Linked DNA regions of Mus musculus: region 2 is linked to region 1. A link is a contact called in public Hi-C data. All regions are on one chromosome and are shown on one strand. The core of a region is the stretch at or near the end of the contact, and the rest is flanking DNA. Distances in the headings are between cores, read along the strand shown. Region 1 has its middle 50 kb from the start of Gm41499. Region 2 overlaps Gm30530 (a long non-coding RNA gene).

Region 1 (2,602 bases), core at 48-2,547:
TAGAGGACTCTGTTTTTCTTTATTGTCCTCTAAGATTTCCTTTCAAGAAAGGAAATAGAGAACGTGCAGATCAGATCTTCACAAATCAAAGTGTCTTCTCTCTCCCATGTATCTACTCTCCCACCTTCAAGTAAGGACTGGATCCCAGATACAGTACAGTGGATTCGTGACCTATGAACTGTCTGCCATCCCTGCAGTGTCTCTGGTGATGGAAGAGATTTTTCTCTTTAATGTCTGCCTGTGTTAATGCATAGGAAGATGCACACAATGATCACAGACTTCCCATCCAGTGAAGCCCTGTGACCCTGTAAGTGTTTAGCCTTTAACAGACCCCTGGGCTGTGTGCCCAGCTCTGACACTGTTCACGTTTACAGAGTCAATTCAATTTCACTTGTTAATATTGGTTACCATCATTCTAGATTGAAAAGCAGCTTTCCAGAGCATTGCTCTGAACTTCAGAAGCCCAAATAGCTCTAGCAGGCGTCTGGCACTTCCCACCTCCCCCATATTGTTCCTGGACCATCCATTTGAAATCCATTTGAATCAGGGTTTCTCTCTCTCTCTCTGTCTCTCTGTCTCTGTCTCTCTGTCTCTGTCTCTCTGTCTCTGTCTCTCTCTCTCTCTCTCTCTCTCTCTCTCTCTCTCTCTCTCTCTCTCCATTTCATTACAAATTCCTGTATCCAGGGATCATGTCTAATGTTTCTCAAATATCCTGGTTAATGTGTAGGCCAGAAACTTGTTCAATTGAAGCCTCTTAAAAGTTGTTGATGGAGTTAAAAATGAACTTCAAATGTGAAAAACGTTTCCAGAGCAAGGGAAATATTCACTGTTGTGTTTGGAAAACGGGATGGGTAAGTTTAAAAGCATGACGATCAGACAGGCTCCTTGAGGGAGGTAAATTTTTAGATACCATGAAATCCCATATGAGATCGCACCCAACTTCCTTAGGCAAACAGTAAGCGACAGAAAGAAAGAAAGGGACAAACTGGGTTTATTTGACCTTGCCATTTGATTTCCAAGGAATTCAAAGCCATCGAGGGGTAAAGATAGCTAGCTGTCTGTCTTTCTTGACTGGGTTTGTGCTTTTCTCTTTCTCCCTAACCCTGCCTCTGACTCCATTTTTTGAAAATTAGCCAGACAACGGCCGCATTTCCAGTTACTGGATGAGTTCAGAGCCAAGCAGCTGTTCAGAAACATCCAAGTGGGCAGCAAATGGCGCTGATGGAGTTAAAGGCGGTGACTCACACGGGACATTCTCAGCAGGTCAGCTGGAACTCCCTGCTGGGCAGGGAATGCAGCCCCCTGGGGCAGGTGCCAAGCCCAGGAGCAGAGCCCGGGATGACAGCAGCAACTCACCACACAGTGGCCTCCGCTCGGTCGCTTCCCTGTTCTCAGTTTTCATGATTTTTTTTTTATAAGGTGAATTTTTTTCTAACGCAATCCTGAAGTGTGATGGGAAAAACAGGCCGGGCAGCTGTTGACTGTTTGAAACAACAGAGGGGAGGCTGGGTCCCTTGGACCGGCTCCACACACGCTGCCTCGCCAGCTTTCCTGATCATTTTCTCATAGAAAATTATGGGTCAAGAGCTCGATCCTGCGCGCTCCTCATGCCAGTCAGTCGCTCGCTCAGCGAAGGTGAGGCTTGCAGGAGCCCAGAGGGGCTTGCTCATCTAGAAATATATTTCTACAAAAGATTATAATTTTACAAGGTGACTCAATCAAACAACAATAAAGACCACGGGTAGGCTAGGGGAAGAGGGGAAAGCACACTTGAGTTTGTGAGCTTATATAACAGCACTACCATGAAGGGCACTAAAGAATATAAAAATGGCATCCTAGATGTTTATTATTAAACATAATTGTTCAGGGAGGGAGGGACTTAATTACTTCAACAAATTCAATTGTGACTCAATCCTCCACTTCACTTTTTGTCTATTTTTCTTTAAATAGCTTTCAAAGGCTTTTAAAGGTAAATATCTTTAATTTGTTCCTTGCAGGTGGGTGATGGCTCAGCAAAGAAGAAACAATCTTTTTTTTTTTTTCTTTTCCTGTCATTAACAATTATCAGATTCAAATTCCATTCCTCTGCTATCTAGGCACAGGATTCCCAGTGCACTGGGATTGTGATCCTGATGGCCAATTTGTGTCCCCTATAATCAAGTTCATTTTGTGATAAGCTCCCAAATATTAACTCTGAAAGAGCAGAAAGGTAGAACTTTAAAAAAAAAATGAAACAATGATTTATTTCCTTAAATAAAATGTTTAAAGTTGTGTTTGGCCAATTAGATGAGCATTTATCAACCATCGAGTTCACAGGGAGCTCAGAGACAGGAAACAGCTTTCTGAGGGCTCTTCTTCTTCTGAGAAAACGGATTCAGAGTTCAAAAGAGAGTAGTCTGGCCGCCTGTTTTATAGAGCCCAAAGAGGAACATGGGAGGGGAAATTTCCCAAGAACAGACATGGTGTCAGTGTTGCCTGCCCGATGTCTAGCTGGTGGTAGACGATTAATAAATACCGGCAGAATTGATCTTGGCCGGGGGGTGGGGGGTGGGGTGGGGGGGGGAGTGGGGGGGAGTGGACGGAAGAGGAGGAGCATCCTTTC
Region 2 (2,602 bases), core at 63-2,562, 180 kb before region 1:
ATCATATGGACAGCTCCTAGTCAAAAGACACCGACACCAGAGGGAGTTTTAAAAAGAGGTGCTCAGATCATGCGTGTCTCACAGTCAGGGATAGGGAGACCAGTTTCCGTTCACCTCATATGACACTGAATGCACGGTCAGACTAAGGTCAGGGGACAAAGGTGTGTCTATGAAAACCCCATGTATGTACAACTGAGACTCATACTGAGAACCATGGAGTGTTCAGGCTAGTGAGGGAACATTCCAGAGTAAAATAAGACCGTGAGGGTGTAGGGAGGGAGGGATGGCAGAGGTCAGAGAGAAAGAGCGTGAGCATGTGCCACAGAGGTGAGCACAAAGTGCCGCTTGGCTATGCCCAAGTGTTGGAGGATGCGCGTGAAGCTTGACAGAAGGCTGAGTCTGGGAAGAGTCAGAAATCACAATTGTGCTTTTATTTTCCAGATGAATATGAGAATGTATTTGCCTCCTGTAGCAGTCTCTGCCTTCCTGGGCTTTCATCTATATGTAGTGTCCATGCAAGTGACATTTGACATTCAGTGATGATGGTGACTGGTCACTCGGTGGCTTCTCCCCACCTGCCACGTGAGTGCCAGTGCTTTATGGCTCACTTCAACCAATGTGCCCTCTGTATCCTTCCTTGGCTGACAACAACCCTGGCTCCACAGGACACCCAGAGGCTACAAGGAAGAAAGAACTAGGGATCTAGGGAGATGGTTCAGATGATAAAATGCTGGTGTGGTCCCCAGAGCTCATACCATATGCAGTGAGAAGGTAGAGACAGTGGTCCCCTCTGGCTCTTAGGCCAGCCATGCTAGTCTCCTTAGTGAGTTCCAGACCAGGGAGAAACCCTGTCTCAAAAAGCCAAGTAGATGACATCTTAAGTTGTCCTCTGGCTTTCACATGTATGTGTACACGTGAACTCATGCTGACATGACCACATGCACACAACACACATGCATGTGTAGTTCACGGGATGCATTGCAGTTCTTCATGCTTGCAAAAGTCTTCAAAACCTCCTTTAGTTATTTTAGATAATGTCTTCATTGCTTCAAACATAGGCATGTGGACTTTATCATGGGTGTTCTAGTTGCTCGTATTTATTGTTAGTGACTGTCTCTTACTGCGCTTAACTCAAAGCTTAAGCTTTATCATTAGCATGTATGTGTAGGAGAGAAACTGTCACTTTCCGTACATGTACCGGGATGTATATCCACATATAAGGAAGGCTGATGTGTGGGTTATGTGCTCTCTGAGCTGCAGGGTATAAGCCAAACTCCAGGGAATGACTAGCAAAGCCAGTCTGCTCAGACTCACACAGCCAGTGACTCACTGGCTACATTCATACCGGCACGCTGCTCTGTTTAAAACTGAACTCCCTCTAGTGCAATAAAAATACCAAACTCCTGATATGAAGGTTGCAAGAGATTGAGGTTAACTCATGTTAATTTAGATTATACATGGGAATCCAAGCACTGTTGTGTAGATTTGCCAAAGGCCAAACTGGCTAAGTTATCATTTCCCTAACCCATGTGACCTTTAAGTTGGCTTTTTCTCCCAACTCCAATTTATATTCTTCCATCTGCGCAGAGCACAGTTTTTTAGTGAAGTTCCCTCACTAAGCCATGTCTAAGCATGGAGGATAAAGATGCCAAAGGATAGTGGGAAGCTGGTGGGTGGGTACTGTTCTCATTCACTCTATCAGGATCTCAACCCCACCTCTGCTCCCATTCTTCAGAGATTAAAGCTATGTGGACAACCTGGTGTGTAAGTTGCCATGTTTATTTATTTTTTTCCTTTTCAAATTTAGTCATCTCTGTCTTAGCGGTTTCTGTTGCTGTGAAGAGACACCAGGACTATGGCTACTCTTATAAGGAAAATCATGTGATTGGTATTGGCTTTACAGTTTCAGAGGTTTAGTCTAATATTATCACAGCAAGAAGCATGGTAGCATGCAGTCAGTCATGGTATTGGAGAAGGAGCCAAAAGCTGTAAAGTTGGATCAGCACGCAACAGGGAGAGGGGGGTGGGTGGGAATGAGAGAGGTGTGTGCTGAGCCTGGCTTGAGCATCTGAAACCTCCAAACCCATCCCCAGTGACACACTTCCTTCAACAAGGCCACACCTCCAATAATGCCATTCCCAATGAGTCTGTGGGAGCCATTTTCATTCAAACTTCCACATTTGCTACACGGACCACAGTGTTTCAGCCCCAGCAATGTGGTCACACTGGACCTGGCTTTTTTTTTTTTCCTTGCTGGCACATTGTCCCGCATATTGTAGGCTGCTCAGGAGTATCCCTGATCTTCAGCCATTAGATGCTAATGGCATTCTCCATCAAGGTTTTTGTTTTGTCTGTAGGCATGTGTGTATTTGTTTGTATTTGTGTAGGGGCATGTGTGTGCATGTGCATGCGTGTGTACATGCATGTGCCTGTGTATGTGTGTACATGTGAAGGCCTGATGCTGACACCGGGCGACTTCCTCCTTCGATCTCCATCTTTTTCCCTTGAGGCAGGTCTCTCACTTCATCCCAGAGCTGGCTAACACTGCTGGTCTCACTAGCTCTTGTCCCCAGGGTCCTCTGTCCCTGCCTTGCCAGAGCTG

What was found. A called contact is a pair of places that touch in the nucleus more often than the background predicts.
Region 2: a contact with region 1 is called in a Hi-C map of the C2C12 cell line, with 1.7 times the contacts expected there. The contact joins two enhancer-like sites. A contact is called at or near these places in 4 of 484 Hi-C or Micro-C datasets (the C2C12 cell line, brown adipocytes and nephron progenitors) and 1 of 115 datasets of contacts at active chromatin or transcription factors (fibro-adipogenic progenitors).

The regions. Positions count from the first base shown.
Region 1 is chr16:93,005,491-93,008,092 of GRCm38.p6, reverse strand. No RefSeq gene overlaps it. Among named protein-coding and RNA genes, the nearest start is that of Gm41499, 50 kb to the right of the region's middle. Within about 2 kb of position 1,297, at least 58 of the 459 cell types and tissues checked have an H3K27ac peak or open chromatin away from gene starts, as enhancers often do. A contact at or near this core is called in the C2C12 cell line, where this site is marked.
Region 2 is chr16:93,185,476-93,188,077 of GRCm38.p6, reverse strand. All of the region lies in intron 2 of Gm30530 (a long non-coding RNA gene), which reads left to right. Among named protein-coding and RNA genes, the nearest start is that of Gm30530, 7.0 kb to the left of the region's middle. Within about 2 kb of position 1,312, at least 31 of the 459 cell types and tissues checked have an H3K27ac peak or open chromatin away from gene starts, as enhancers often do. A contact at or near this core is called in the C2C12 cell line, where this site is marked.